2 separate regions of the Xenopus laevis genome follow, and region 2 is linked to region 1. The links are chromatin contacts, called in public Hi-C maps. All regions are on one chromosome and are shown on one strand. The core of a region is the stretch at or near the end of the contact, and the rest is flanking DNA. Distances in the headings are between cores, read along the strand shown. Region 1 overlaps pde11a.L (dual 3',5'-cyclic-AMP and -GMP phosphodiesterase 11A). Region 2 has its middle 8.8 kb from the start of hnrnpa3.L.

Region 1 (7,783 bases), core at 2,195-4,694:
AAAATTTGTGAAATTTTTTTGTCTCAAATATTTTGTTGCATAACAAATTTTTTTTCTTTTTTGTCGCAAACTACATTATGGTTGTTTTGTATCCCACATTAAGAATAATAAACCATATATTCTATGTGTATCTCTTACACAGTGGGATGGCTCAGATTCCTTTGGAAGGAGAGGGGAAGGATATAATGCTGTATGTGTTTGTTGTGCACTTTTTTTTTTATTGCGTCTTTTTATTTTGTTGATATATATATATATATATATCATTGGGCGCAATCAAATACCTGCTTTTTGTCTCTAGAGTTAAAGGAATTGTTCAGTGTAAAAATGAAAACTGGGTAAATAGATAGGCTGTGCAAGATAAAAAATGTTTCTAATATAGTTAGTTAGCCAAAAATGTAATGTATAAAGGCTGGAGTGATTTGATGTATAACATGTCAGTCAGAACACTACTTCCTGCTTTTCAGCTCTCTTGGTTTATACTGACTGGTTACCCTGGTTACCAGGCAGTAACCAATCAGAGACTTGAGGGAGGGCCACATGGGTCATATCTGTTGCTTTTGAATCTGAGCTGAATGCTGAGGATCAATTGCAAACTCACTGAACAGATATGTACCATGTGGCCCCACTTCAAGTCGCTGACTAACTCAGAGTTATAGAGCTGAAAAGCAGGAAGTAGTGTTCTGGCTATTATGTTAGACATCCAGTCATTCCAGCCTTTATACATTACATTTTTGGCTATATTAGAAACATTTTTTTATTTTGCATAGCCCATCTATTTACACCGTTTTTATTTTCACACTGAACTGTTCCTTTAAGGTATGAAGATCCAAATTACGTAAGATCTGTTATCTGGAAAACCCCAGGTACTAAGCATTCTGGATAACAGGTCCCATACCTGTACCTAGACCCACACTAAAATTTAGCATTAATCTGTTAGATACTTTATTTTTCACCTCTGGAGTCAGTGCCAAAAAAAAGGTAAACGACTTCATGATCTAGACATTGCTGCTATCTATCCAGGGTTGCATATATCCAGCTGGTGCTGCCCTATACACACAGCTCTCCCCACCCCCCCTTTTCCCCCTGATCAGTACATCAGCAGGACAGTGTTAATGCGTGCATCAATTAAAAGAGAGAGGGTTACTCGCCACTTCTCTGGCACACTTTCTTTTTTCTTTATAGGCATAAGTAGCTGCACTAATTCCCTAAGTCAATATGCCCTCGCCATGAGCTTACCTCAAGAGGTGGTGGGTGAAGTCACAAGTAAAAGAGACAAAATTCTAGTTTTTCAGTGTACAGAGAGGCATTTTCCCATCTTAGTAGTGATGGTTCTCACTAGAGAATCCTCTTGCCTCTGTAATTGAGCGTGTGGTGTCTAAGATTCACTTTTAGGGCAGGTTTATATCCCCTATAATGCCAGTATAACATAGATAGAACTTAAAGTAAAAAAAAAATACATTTTATTTAAGAAAAATAAAATGTGCACAATTTAAATGAAGGTTGTGTTTTGTGCTTTGCCTGGCTAACAGTTTTCTAAATATTGAACAATTGAAACTTCCACTAGGTGGCAAGATTGTACCACATAAGGAATAACAAGGATTGCTAGAAATCATTTAACACGTCTGACAATGTCTCAAAGCTAAAATATAATTCAAACAGAGAAATGTGCAGAATGACTTTTCTTGTATCCACTCGGAATGCTATAATTCTCTGGGTACCGGTCAAGAAATGCTGCATCAGAGATAATATGCCTGTTTTTATGCTGAGGCAAATAGATGCATGAACCATGAATGACCTTGCCATAACGTCATCTCCAGACAGGGGAGAGAAGCTATAAAATGCCAGCCTGAGTCTGACACTAGGTGTCGCTCTTTACAGCATTAAAGAGGTGCTTAACTGCAGCAGGTAGCATTGGGAAAAGAATGTAAATAAAGATGTTCAAAAGGTTCCTATGTATAAATGGGCATACATTAGCATAAATCTGGTACCGTATCATTGCTCTGTATTTTTTATACTATACACAATAATAAATGGAATTAATTCGCATTACAAATACAGATTTACTGCATCTCTATGGTATGGTTTATGCAGCTTTGTCGCAACCTTTGCATCTATGTGCAACTTAACCCCATGGCTTAATGGAACATAAATACATCTCTTTTCTGTGATTAGTGCATGCAAAGACTGTACTGCACATATGTTATTAGCAAAGGGGAACTAAGTGCTAGTCCTATGCCAAGGGCAGCACTGGACCCAAATGCATCTCTCCCTATGTCGGGAACACTTTAGTGTCAAGAAATGAAGCACAGCCTCAGAGAAAGCTTTTGGGAAGGCTGATTAGGGCTGGGAGTTGTAGTTTAACAACAACACTGCATGGTTATTTCTTTTGTCATTCTTCCCCTTCAAATGGAGCCTAAATCTCCTTGTCTAAGCCCCAAAACACCTGGGAGAAATACAGGGATTCTATAAACAGGACTAGGCATGTAAAAAGCAGTGGGCTCTGTTGCTTTCTAATTGTCTTCTTTTAATGCTCCAGAAAACTCTTAATGGATTGTGATGTGTTGCCAAGATGAACTATAACTCTCCCCATTTCTCCAGGGCCAGAGACCCTGCTGATACCATTTCCAGGCTTCTCTTCAATCCATACCATGACTCTAGTGGGAAAGGGGTTAAATATTTTTCCCAGTAACCTTCACAGCACGGAGTATGTACCTTCTCATTACAATAAAATATCCACAACCAGAATGGACAGTAATATTAATATAGTGTATTAGATAAGAGCAGAAATGGCCATGATACACATTGGACCATATTCTTGGTTCTGTAATATATCTATGAAGTGTGGGGGTGTATAGTGAATAGGTTAATGGAGGTAACACATTTTGTGTCATGCAGCAAGAGCAATGGGTAGGGAGTAGAAACAAGAAGCTGCAAAAATGAATGCATGCCTGTCAACTCCCCTGGATTTCCCAGAACGTACCTGGTTTGGGGGGGGGGGGTTTACATTGCTTGAATGGGGTTGTCTGGTCTTTGGGGTGTTAGGTTACTGGAAGGTGATCAGGTTACAGTAATGTTTATTCGAAAGGTGGGATGCTATGTTCCAAGGGCAAGCTTGGTAAGGGGATTGGTATCTGATATACTGCAGGGTTGCAGGTTAGGGGTGATATGGTTATGGTGGGTAGGATTGGGCAGGGTTGATGATGCCCCAGCCATGATAACCATTGCAGAACACAACCTATGTACTTAAGCATTTATTAGCACTGTGGCCTGACACATGCAGTATTTATTTTATTACATATTTGGGACCCAGCTATTGCCTTCTCATAGGAGAAAGTTCTGCCGTTCCTTTCCTACTTAATAAAAGAAAACATTTAATGGATGAACACTAGATGGCACTGTAGATTGAAACTAGAATTTACCAAAGCTGTAGCACACAAAATGGTTACCTTTGTCCACTGCTCGCCAGCATAATATGTCATGATGGATGATATAGAGCTCAGAAATATGTACTTACTGAATGCATTCGCTTTGTGGTTTATCTGACTGTTAAATCACATCAGTTTAACAGCTCCAGTTGACCTTACAACTCACCCTTAAACACATTTAGGTATAGAAATGAATTATAGATGTGTGAATACTATTAGATGAACCTGTTGCGCAGCTGCACAGGGGTATTAGAGGGGCACGGCAGGATTTTATCATTTAGTTTTCCTGTTGCTTATTTGCCCTTTGTGCGTTCAATTGTGCCACTCTTCCTTGTCCTCAATCCCTTACACCCTATATTGATAAGGGGTTTCTGCTTGTCCTGTTCTCCCCTTTCTCTTTTACCCACAATGCAGCATTCTTTCACAGAATTCCAGAGCAGTTGTGCTCACTGAAAAATGTGTAAGTGCAGCTGATGTGTCAAGTCTGGTGCAAAAGTTGTGCCCAAGGCATACTTTTTAAACCATGTGTGCACTTCAAAGTTTCATGTGGGCATTTGGAGCATGTAGCATCAGCAATGTTTGTGCCCAATTCAGCATACACAGGGAGCCCTATGTGCAGCTTATTATGTTCAGCATACCATTAGGCAGCTGGTAGACTGACACACAGCTCTAGTATAGAAGAACATATATAGGTTTATAACAAGTGGCATATAACTAGTGGAGAGTATACAGACATTGTGTCCCGGCCTGTTAAGATCCTGTAACCGCCCTGTAGCCAGAATCCTATCCCACCACCCACAAACAGTTTCCTACTCCCTGGGTGTGGTGGGTACCGTGGTCCAAATGACCCCACTTTTGTGAATGATAAATTGAATGATTGCACTTTGCCATACAATTGTAAATAAGCCCTATAGTGTTACCTCTCTAAGGCTTCCAGGACCAAACACCCTTATCACTAGATACAGCGCAAGACTGACCTGGCAGGACACGCACGAAAAACCCATGCTGCCGCTCTCCCGGATGAGGGATGAGCAACATGACAGCGGTGAGGGGCCTTGTAGGCCCTTGAGGTCGCAGCTCCCAGTGGGGGGAACACCCCAGTCCAACACTGACAAGATATATAATATTTAAAAGATTTACTTTTCCATGTCTTTGGCCCAGGACATTTTGAACTAATTCAGCCTTATCAGAACTGTTTCGATCACATGGAAAATTGTAATGCAACTATATATTTATATGTAGAATTTATATATATATATGTGTGTGTATTTATATAGCATACATACACACACATAGTAAATATACTACCCATTTAATTTCTCCTGAGAAATGTTACCAATGAATAAAGATCAGTTTCCTGTTTAATCTTCCAAGCAATTATCTGATTCCATATGCCATGCCAGAATCATCCCCATAAACATGCGAGTTTATGTACAAGTGCTTTTGGGGAATCAAATGGCTGAGTTATTTAGTGCAAATGTTCAAATAGATTTAAAGCCTCAGTGTTGCCACCATAGGCTGATTAAAGTCAGGGATTCACATAGGCAGCAGTGGGAGAAATCCATCACACAAATAAGAAGCTAATAGGACAATACATTAGTCTATGTTAAAAAGACACTTAAAGAAGTGATTATGTGTGTGTGTTATGGCTTGAGTCCTCACAACAAGGGGACTTATTCCTGATGATGTGTCAGTGCATTACCTCGGGAGCCAATACTTCTTAGGTCAGCTCTGCCTTTATGTGTACTTTACATCTTGCACCCGTTTATGTAATGTGTTGTGTGGCTGCAGACTGACTCTGGCAACATCTGGATAATATATGGCTGCATGACACTGTTAACATACCCTTTAATCAGTGCTGGTGTGGAGAATGCTGGGAGTTGTAGTCCAGCAATATTCATTCACCACCAGTTGGCAGTGTACAAAACCTTATAAAAGGGATGCAAGGTTTAAAATAAAAATTATGCTAGAAATAAATGGTTTGTTTTGCAGCTGAATTGCAGAACCAGCAATCGAATATACTGTAAGCTTGTCAAATTTAAAAATAAAAAATAATGTTTATAGTTATTCGCATCCCCCAGAACATATTTATTGGTGAAAGGAAAGAATGAATCTTTGTGCAGGACACTCCATTGTCTGTTCTCCCATGTGACTGGTTCACTGCGTTTGTGTTGGCTGCAGACTGACTGTGAACTTTCATTAGCATTAATACAAATGAATGGGAAGTGTTTCTTAATTGTAGAATGCTTACTGTCATTCCAGATTTCTAAATTGGCGACAGAAAAATCTGAAACACCCAAACATCATCTTTTTTCCATTGTAGTATCACACTGGCACAGCTATTGTACGGTGTGTCTCTTTTATCCCTGTAATGGCTTTGTTCAGAAGCAGCCAGTAGCCTGATATTAATAAAAGCAGCCATACTCTCCAGTATAGTATTGGAAATAGAGAGGTTTTTAGATTTACATTGGAGTGGAAGCAACCACAGTATACATATATATCAGATCAGCATCTGATCTCTACTATGGGTGCTGTTAGAAAGAGTAGGGTGGTTCAGTAAAAAGAGATCCATAAATCAATCATGTCAAGTCTGCATCCTGTAGCATTTGTTGAACTGCAACTCCCTGATCTCCTGACAGCCTTCAGTAATTTAACATAATGTTACCATTTAAGAGTGTGGTGATCCAAGCAATGGTTCAGAAAGGCTGAAGTACAACCAGATGAGGACAATGACTTTATGAAACAGTTGGTCGGACTTTGGTCTGAATGACCAGATCAATGAAATTTGTCATTCACGTGTGCCCAAAGTGCTTATGGCAATGGTATTGCTTGAGAGCCTACTGGGAATTCCAGACTTTAAATGGCAGCCTAATCAACTGAGAGGTGTGATTTGGAACATTTTTGTGGGGACCAATAGACTGGGTGTTTCTGGTTGGCCTGTGGACATGTGGACTCCAGGTACAGTGGGAAAATGGGGCCTGCCTCTGTCCCTTGCTGGCGATCCTTCAGCACTGTCTGTTTACTTCTTTCTCTTCCATTGACCCCAGTTCAGAGTGAGCAAGTGACATGAAAGTGAGGAAGCAAGTGAGGGAGTGGGTGGAGGAGCTTAGGCTCTAGCAGCAATGTCTGTGGTGAAGTAGAGCAGTTTTGGTGTAAACTGGCAGAGAACCAGGCCAAGTTATATTGCCTTGGATGCTAATACTACCTGACCTAGCTCTGAGTGGCCCCCAACATTTCTTGGCAAACTTTGGCACCCATGCCTTTCATGAACATTGTAGCCCCTATGCATTTCACAGTAACATGTGACCCACAATTATTTCATCATAGCCTTGTCATATTTGGTCCTTGAGAGGTAAATAATGTGATTACAGTGCACAGATCACCCGCTTTCATAATGGACTCCTGCTAACAAAATGGTCACAACAGTAGGTAAAGGGGGGGGGGTGTTGTATATTGGTAATCTTAGTATATAACAAGGACCTAACATGGAGTAGCTTCCATTTCCATGTTAACCCTGTCTATCTTAAGAAATAACAAAAAACTTTTGTTTGCAATAGGCAAAAATTATGTTCAGCACAATCCATATTCATTGCACAAGGGATTATACTGCCCCTTTAATAAGTTAGATAAAATAAAAAGATAACCAGTGTAGCACTAATAGAAAGATTTGTACTGGAGAATATTCTTGCATCTGTTTGCACACTTTGCACCTTGCATTGTTTGTATTCATAACTGAGCCTGGAAGAATGTGAGATACACAGTATATATATATATACAGTAGTATGAGTGGTTCTGTGCTGCATAAAGGAGAAGTAGTGTAGGTAGCCTCCCTGGTGACTTTAGGGACCTCACTGAATAGGGTTCATAGTAGTGAGTTCTTGGTAGGCTGGTGCTGTATGCCTTTCCAAAGTGACAGGACTGTTGTGCAGAGCCTGTGATCCACTGAAACTAGTCAGTGTACCAAGTGAATTTCCTTTTTTAAAATCTTGGTTTCTCAATAAACCCAGTATGCCTGTTTAAGAACCTCTGGTGTAAAAAAAATTATTTGAAACTGAGTGAGATAGTTAGAGCTTAGCTGCACTGATCCTGTGAGGGCCCAGTTGAGAGGGGTGAGTTGCATATGGCAGTGCAGCACTTGGACAGCATTTATCAAAACCTAAATACCTGTGGATTTGAGAAACATGTTGTTGTCTGGTTTTTCTATATCCATCACGTTATGACATAGTGCTGGAATAAATACCCCTTAATGAATACTACCAGAAAGCCTCTAATCAAGCCATGTGTAAAGTATGTGCTTTATTAGATGTGACACTCATTTTTTAGCACTTTGTATTTCCACATTAGCATAAGGAGGAGGT
Region 2 (7,783 bases), core at 3,878-6,377, 320 kb after region 1:
ACCATAGATCAATCCTCTTCCGTCTTTCTCTTTCCTTTGCGTGGCTGCACATGCACAGTAGAATGAAATGCAAACTTTAATTAAAAAGGCGGCTATTTCGTTCAACTGCGCATGCGTCTCCCCCCAGGAAATTTGAAGAGAGAAGATGCTCCGTGGTGCTCACTGGTATAACCCTGGGCCGGTGCAGTTTTCTGCTGTTAGGAGCACTGGCCCGGGGTTTCAGGTAAGTATATACAATCACTTGGAGAAGCCTAACATTTGGCACCCCCAAGTGTACAAAGCCTTTCCTTCTCCTTTAACATGCTTCATGCATTTCATGCTTTTAACTGAATACAACCTCCTATTTATAAAAATAGTATCTCCTGAATCACTACTAAATAATACTGCTCATTCATCTCTTCTATTAGACTTGCACATTATACTATATTGCCTCAGTATTTTAAAAGATCAGACTAATCAACTGCATGCGTAATTAAAATAATAGATTTACCTGTATTACTGTTTTGAAACCACTTGTAGCCTGCAAGGGGTTTTCCCCTTTTGTCCTTACATAACTTCTTCTGCAGAAATGTACCCTACTTACAATCCTTGGGGTGTAGGTAGGAGTGGAAAGGCCTAATTTCTCAGTTTCCATCTTTTCTTTCCACATGCCACCCTCACTATCCTCAGCTCCAGTTCATAGATTGTAACCTTCTTTGCTCTAAGGGGCAAATTCACGAAGCGCCTAACGCTAGCCTCAATTCGCTTGCGTTGGTAATTTTCTTTACTTCGCAAATTCACTAACGAACGCTGGCGTACATTCGCTAGTGTTACTTCACACCCTTACGCCTGGCGAATTTGCACAACAGATGTAGCTACGCAAATTCACTAACGCGCGCATTGTACTGAATGCTACCTCTACGCTAGACTTCCTTCGCCACCTCAGACCAGGCGAAGCGCAATAGAGTAGATAGGGATTGCTTCAAAAAAAGTTAAAATTTTTTCTAAGTCCCAAAAAACTCTGGCGTTTTTTCTATATTATGGGTGATAGGCTGAAAAAGATCGAAAAATGTTTTGGGGCTCCCCTCCTTCCCCCCTACATTTCCTAACTCATGGCAACTTAACTATACAGTGGGCAGATGTGTAGGGCAAAATAAAAATTTTATTTGATGTTTTGAAGGTTTCCCAGGCATTTGTAGTGCTGCTACATATTCCTCCATTGAAATTTGAATTTGGCGCCGTATGCAAATTAACCATCGCTAGCGTAACTTCGCTTCGCTTAACGAATCAACGCTAGCGCAACTTCGCAACCTTACGCTACCCCTGAGCGCAACTTCGGATTTTATTGAATTTGCGGAGCGCTAGCGAAACTACGCCTGGGAAGTGTGGCGAAGTGCGGTGAAGTGCGGCGAAGTTACGCCTGGTGCAACAACGAATCTTAGTGAATTTGCCCCTAAGCCTCCAGACAGAGGCAATATGTTTTTTACTCATTCCAATGCTAAAAGACTATGTTATTTGCTATTGCTACACCATGTTCACACTGTCATTCTTGCTATTTTCTTCCCCACCATGCTCATCCATCACCACTTCCACCAAACTGAGACAATTTAGCAGATGCTGAATTGATTTAGCTTATCTGTCACTTGAACACAATGAAAGGACTTTCCATATAGTTTTTATGAAGTGCTTGCTGTGTTATTTATTGTACATTTACTTGCTGAAATTATACCTTTATGCTAGGACTGTATACTTAATTAGAGTGCTTCTTCAAACAAATACACAGTGTCATGCCTGCTGGTAGGACATTCCTGTTAACATAGCTGCCTTACATCAGATTTGAGCCAGTAGCAGAAAAAAAATAAAACTATAAACTCATCTTATCAACAGCTGCCCAGAGCACACTGAGCATACTGAGCATGTGCAATATCACTGACACTCAAAAGATGTCCTAAAACTTTGGGCACAACTGGAGGGCCATATAGTAAGATGTTGATCTCCTGTGGACATCTTTGAAGGCCTGAATCACTACTGTTACAGGCTGATGTGCATAAATTATAGCATCTCTAGCAATAATTATCTTTAGGCTTTAGTTCTCCTTTAAAAAGGATACTTTATACATTTAGGGGCAAATGCATCAAGGGTCGAATATCGAGGGTTAATTAACCCTCGATATTCGACTGGGGAATGAAAATCCTTCGACTTCGAATATCGAAGTTGAAGGATTTTGCGCAAATAGTTCGATCGAACGATCGAAGGAATAATCGTTCGATTGAACGATTAAATCCTTCGAATCGAACGATTCGAAGGATTTTAATCCAACGATCGAAGGATTATCCTTTGACCAAAAAAAGTTAGCCAAGCCTATGGGGACCTTCCCCATAGGCTAACATTGAGTTCGGTAGGTTTTAGGTGGCGAACTAGGGGGTCGAAGTTTTTTCTTAAAGAGACAGTACTTCGACTATCGAATGGTCGAATAGTCGAACGATTTTTAGTTTGAATCGTTCGTGTCGAAGTCGTAGTCGAAGGTCGAAGTAGCCCATTCGATGGTCGAAGTAGCCAAAAAAAACACTTTGAAATTCGAAGCATTTTTTCTTCTATTCCTTCACTCGAACTTAATGAATGGGCCCCTTACTGTTGTCTTTTTTTTCTTACTGACTTAAAGGTTCAGTCTTGCCCAACTTTCAATAATCTCATATGATGGCTTGATTATGATGTTGAATTTGATTTCATGTGCAAAAATGCCACATTTTATGAATTAATCCTTAGAAACAAAACACAAAGCAATTATGTATAATGCAAATGTGAGCATAGCACCAAATTTTCATAGAAAAGAAAGTAGAACCAGAATCTTATAGAGCAGATTTAAAATTGAATTTTAAATGTGTTTTTGCTGTCATTTTGACACTGTACATGACCCTTAGACAAGTACTGAATTTGTCCTTTTTTTACACCTGCGGAACTAAGCATTCATATATAAGCACAAAGATATGGAGCTTTTCTACAATAGAAATAGAAATATATTAAAGCCTTTTCACCTTAATTTTCTAGCCAAGGAAAATTATAAAACGATTATAGCTCCTGCTTTAATCTTTTCAGAGCAGAGAATCAAGTTCATGCCCTGAAGCATTTAAGAAATGGGAATATCTTTGGTAGGCAATCTTTCTGACTTTCATTAAGTATTTACTGAGCTGAAAGTTAGAGAGGTCTGCAGAATGCAAAGTGAGATCGGCTAATTATTTATGCACATCCCATTGTACATAATTAAAAAGTATTCGTTCCCTGCAGACATAATTCGTGAAGAGTTATAGGGAATGCCTGTGTGTGCGGCTGCAGCTGGAATAGCCAGGATTGCAACAGGGATTATATAATAATATAGTCTGTCCTAATTCGAAGCAATAACTACTGTATATTCAGAGCACATGCTGCTTCTATGTTTAAGAATATTTTGTAATATTCATGAGTGGTAAAAATGATTGGTTTATGTATGGCCTTGCTTGTTGAGTATAATGAACCGAATGTATTCATGGGAGTCCACTTATATTTAATTCAAGAGAGAAAACAGTATAGTAGAACCCACACATATTACTAAATACAAATATATATTAACCCCTTATTCGTCAGTGACCTAGAATGTAAGTCACTGGGGCAAATTCACTAAAGGGCGAATTTTCACCAGAGAAGCCACACTTTGAGCCACTTTGCCAGGTGTGAATTAGTTTCCACTATGCTAATTCACTAAAATGCAAAGTTGCGTCTCTGTAACCGAACAATGGCAAAGTTTTGCTAGCGTTAATTTGTCAGCGCAAGCATTTCATAGCGAACTTTTGGTAATGTTCACTTTAGTGAACGATCGTTCACCTGAGCAAAAATAAGTCTGGCTATAGGGCGTTAAACTATGCTAGCGACTGCCCCTTTCATCAGTGAATTGTCATCTATGACTGTTAGTAAACTGGCGATGTACCTGCGGATGGGATTTCTGGCAAATTGTCGCTAGCGACAGCCACTTAGTCCTTTAGTAAATCTGCCCCAGACACCAAGAGGCAGATTTTCTAACATTTGGATTTCTATTTTTTTCACAAATCACATTTTTTCTCTAAAAATTTGTTTTTTTAAATTACATTTTCTAAAAATGTAATATTTATTAAATGTAAAAACCATGAAAAACTCAAATACAAACCTTGGCCAAGTTAAAGAATTCAAAGTCCCATAGAAGTCAATTGGAGCTGCGCTGATCCTATTGGACCTTTTTTAAGCCATTTACATTTTTAGAGGTTTTCGTGTTTTTTTCCCGCTAGTATTTGTACGAAAAATTGGATTTTTATATGTTTTTGTATTTTTAAAGCATCTTTCAGCTTTTTTAATAATGTTCATGGCATTTGTGGTTTTAGAGAAAATCAGTTTAAAGGGGGTTTCAAAAATCTCTAATACCACAAAATTTGACCTTTAATAACTGGGCCTACCCAGTTTAGAGGCTACTAGTGTATAGCGTTGATCTGCAGGTAGAATAATGCAAGCAAATGATTAACCAACTCATTTCTAATATGATTTAAATAGTCACATTCTGAAACAACCCCTTTACACTTTCTGCACAGCTAAAGAAAGACTCAGTAATAAAAATACAGTAAACCCAGCTTTTAAAATGTTCTTTTTCGAAAAAACTGCAAATCATTGGTTTTCTTTTTAGTTTCCTTAAATAGATGGGTTCATTTATATTCTGCAGGACAGGGGGCACAGTTTTTGCTCTAGCACTTGCTAGACCCCAGAGTGACAGGAGCATATAGTTAAGTAGGGTTGAAAAAACCCAAATTTTCATCAAGTTCAACCCCTCCAAAAGAAACCAATACACATACATACACATACGTATACAGACCTATCTGTACCCTCACATGTATGAGTAACTATATACAGTTTACCAATATTTCAACTAACTTACGATCACAATAGCCATGAATACTTTGATTTCATCCAAATAAATGAAAATAAATTATATAATGTATTTACTATTCAAAATATATAGCCTGAGCACTACCTGCAACTATCAACCTGAAGCCTTTAAATGCTTGCTTACTTGCACTCAGCATTCCACAGTGGCCTCAGATTTAGATTAGATTTAGATTCACAGATAAAGGAGCTGTGCTGTATCTGCTGCTGTCATCTCAATGGGTCAGTAGGTTCCCTTCTCTTATGATAGTTATGTGCACACGCATATTCAACCACAAGTGCAGTGAGCCAATGCTTTTAATAAAGCTAAATGTGCTTGATTAGCCCCTCATGGCTAAACAGCAACTTGTTTTTATAAACTATAGTAGTCTTTCTGAAGCAAACAAACCAGTTTTACCAGTGCAGGGCAACAGTTTATTATATTGTCATTCCTTTAAAACACTTACATTTTTTGGTGTTACTGTTCCTTTAAGCAAATGCTGCTTTCAATAGCAATTGGCTTTACAAAGAACTTTAAAACCACTGAAAAGGTTAAGAAATGTATATTGGAAAGTTGCTTAGTATTATGTTTTCTTTTATTAGGCAAATTTTTATTTTGGAGTTGACTTGCCCTTCAATATATCCATTTCCTCAGGCTCATTAAGTCACACCTATTGGTAAAATGAAAAGGCATCTAATCCTTCTCCCTGCAGCAGTATTTTAGCATTACAAAATAGGCTACAAACAGGAAATGTTAGAATTTCTTATAGCCCCCCTAATGAAATCAAGCATATATTTAGTTAACTGCACAAATGTTCAGCTGCATCAATATTTTATTCTGCTTGAGGAGAACACTGTAGTGACATTTAAAGTGGATCTAAGCCCCAAAAAGTAATGTAAAGTTGCCCAGCGTGCTCATTTGAGCATCTTTACAATTTTTATTGACTATTTTTTTGCTTTTTGTTTTTACCAGTTTTACACTGCTAATATCATGCTTTTGGCATTTCAGTTCCCAAATACTTATTTCATATCCCATATTTGAAACAGCTAGCTGATGTTTTTTGGCGAAGCTAAAGAGGGACTAAATGTAATAATCATAATATGCAGAAAGGAAGCAGATACTGTAGAGACACACCAGTCTAACTGTTCAAAGAATTGTTGAAAAATGCAAAGGCTTATCACACAGTCTGAGCTTTCCAGAGAAATTCTTGCTCTCTGCTTTATTTGCTGTTCTGTACTAATGAATAACATGGAAGATGTTCTCTATGGCTAATCCTTCTCTAGCAGAAAGAAATCTTTCTGTAATGGTACATGGGACATGTTGTCAACTGTGTGAAATCACCTCTCTTGCATCCTCAAAATATCTTCCCATTGTAATCACTCTATCCCTTCTGGTGCAATATACTTACTCCTGCAAAGTAAACAGAAATGGTCATTGTCAGCACTAGTATTCCTGGGCATCGTTAGGTTTGTATTACAGAAGAGAGGCCTAATTTTAATTGTCCAGTGTAAATCCTATAACACTCCCTATTACACTAATGCCGTGGTACTTCAACCTTTTCATTCAGGCACACAACATTTTGCCCAAGAAATGTTTTGGGAGCCCAAATGAGACGCTCTACACTACACCATTTTTTATCATAAAGGCTAATATTATTTAGAACATCAAGGAACAAGAAACACTATAAATTATATTTAAGACCTGTTTTTTTCCCATTAGTTCGTCTGTCGGCTCCATATTTACATATGTTGCATTGCGGATTGGTACCACTGTCCAGCAAGGAATTATTTGTCAAACCCACCGCTTGCTATCTATATATGGATCCTACAGGCAGGTAAAGGGACAATAAAAAAATATATTTAATGCTTATATTTATTTTTCTGATGAGCCTTCTACCCAGCTAACACACATCGACATCACAAGCTCGGGTCGTGACCCAGTGGTAAAGACACAAGCACTACAGGCATATAACTATATTAATCCAGTCTGTATGCAAGTGTGTGGTCATGCAATGCTTGCTTTTAATTGCATGTTATAATAATTTGCCATAATTGAATACTAAACTCAGTTTATTACAGTGCAAGTCTTCTGCAAATCGCACATGAAAATTCAGATTCAAATTTTGTTGTATTTGATGTCTAACTGTCAGAACATGTTACAACATACTTTTTCATACAACAAAAGCTTATGCCTGAGCTTTATTGCCCCTTTAAATTTTTATCAGGTCAATACTGCAGATCATTTTGTTTCATATCCTACAAAATATAAGGTGCTTCTGGTAGGCTGAATGCGCAGCAATACGTCAGATGTAACTGATGCCTCTATATTACTAATTTGTGACATTTATTTGACACCATATTATTTTTTCCTCATTTCCCTAGACAGAAAAAACTGGTAATTACATGGTGATATTATTTTATGTGACAACTATAACATTTCCAGCAAGCTTTTAACAATCATGGTTTGTGACAAGTGCTTGACAATATAGCTGACAGGTTAAGAGCTGGTGAGAAAGTGTTTACTGTCTGTGCCATAAAAGGGTTTATTTGCAACTTTATTGCTCACCCTCCTATACAGTTTATACTCTAGTTATGTTCCTAAAGAGGGAAGTTGAATGCAGGGAATGCCCCTACAATTTTGGATTTTGGAGATTTTTATTGTTCATTCATTTTTGACATGGAATGGAATTTTTCCAGCGTTTGTGAATTTTCATATAAAAGCACAATCAAAGCAAAATAAAATTTACTCTTCACTTTCTATGCATTTGTAAGCTTATTTGAGTAAGGCCTGCTCTGTATTCATCTATCAAGGTTTGATTTCCACTTATTGTACAGGGCTACAGAAAAAAACAAATGGGCATATTTATAAAAGTGTGTAAAATAT

Evidence for each region. A called contact is a pair of places that touch in the nucleus more often than the background predicts.
Region 2: a contact with region 1 is called in a Hi-C map of the XL177 cell line, with 11 times the contacts expected there. The contact joins two enhancer-like sites. A contact is called at or near these places in 2 of 4 Hi-C or Micro-C datasets (the XL177 cell line and the XTC cell line).

Annotation. Positions count from the first base shown.
Region 1 is chr9_10L:77,654,512-77,662,294 of Xenopus_laevis_v10.1, forward strand. All of the region lies in intron 14 of pde11a.L (dual 3',5'-cyclic-AMP and -GMP phosphodiesterase 11A), which reads left to right. Among protein-coding and RNA genes, the nearest start is that of pde11a.L, 180 kb to the left of the region's middle. Within about 2 kb of position 3,445, at least 1 of the 7 cell types and tissues checked has an H3K27ac peak or open chromatin away from gene starts, as enhancers often do.
Region 2 is chr9_10L:77,973,619-77,981,401 of Xenopus_laevis_v10.1, forward strand. No RefSeq gene overlaps it. Among protein-coding and RNA genes, the nearest start is that of hnrnpa3.L, 8.8 kb to the left of the region's middle. Within about 2 kb of position 5,128, at least 1 of the 7 cell types and tissues checked has an H3K27ac peak or open chromatin away from gene starts, as enhancers often do.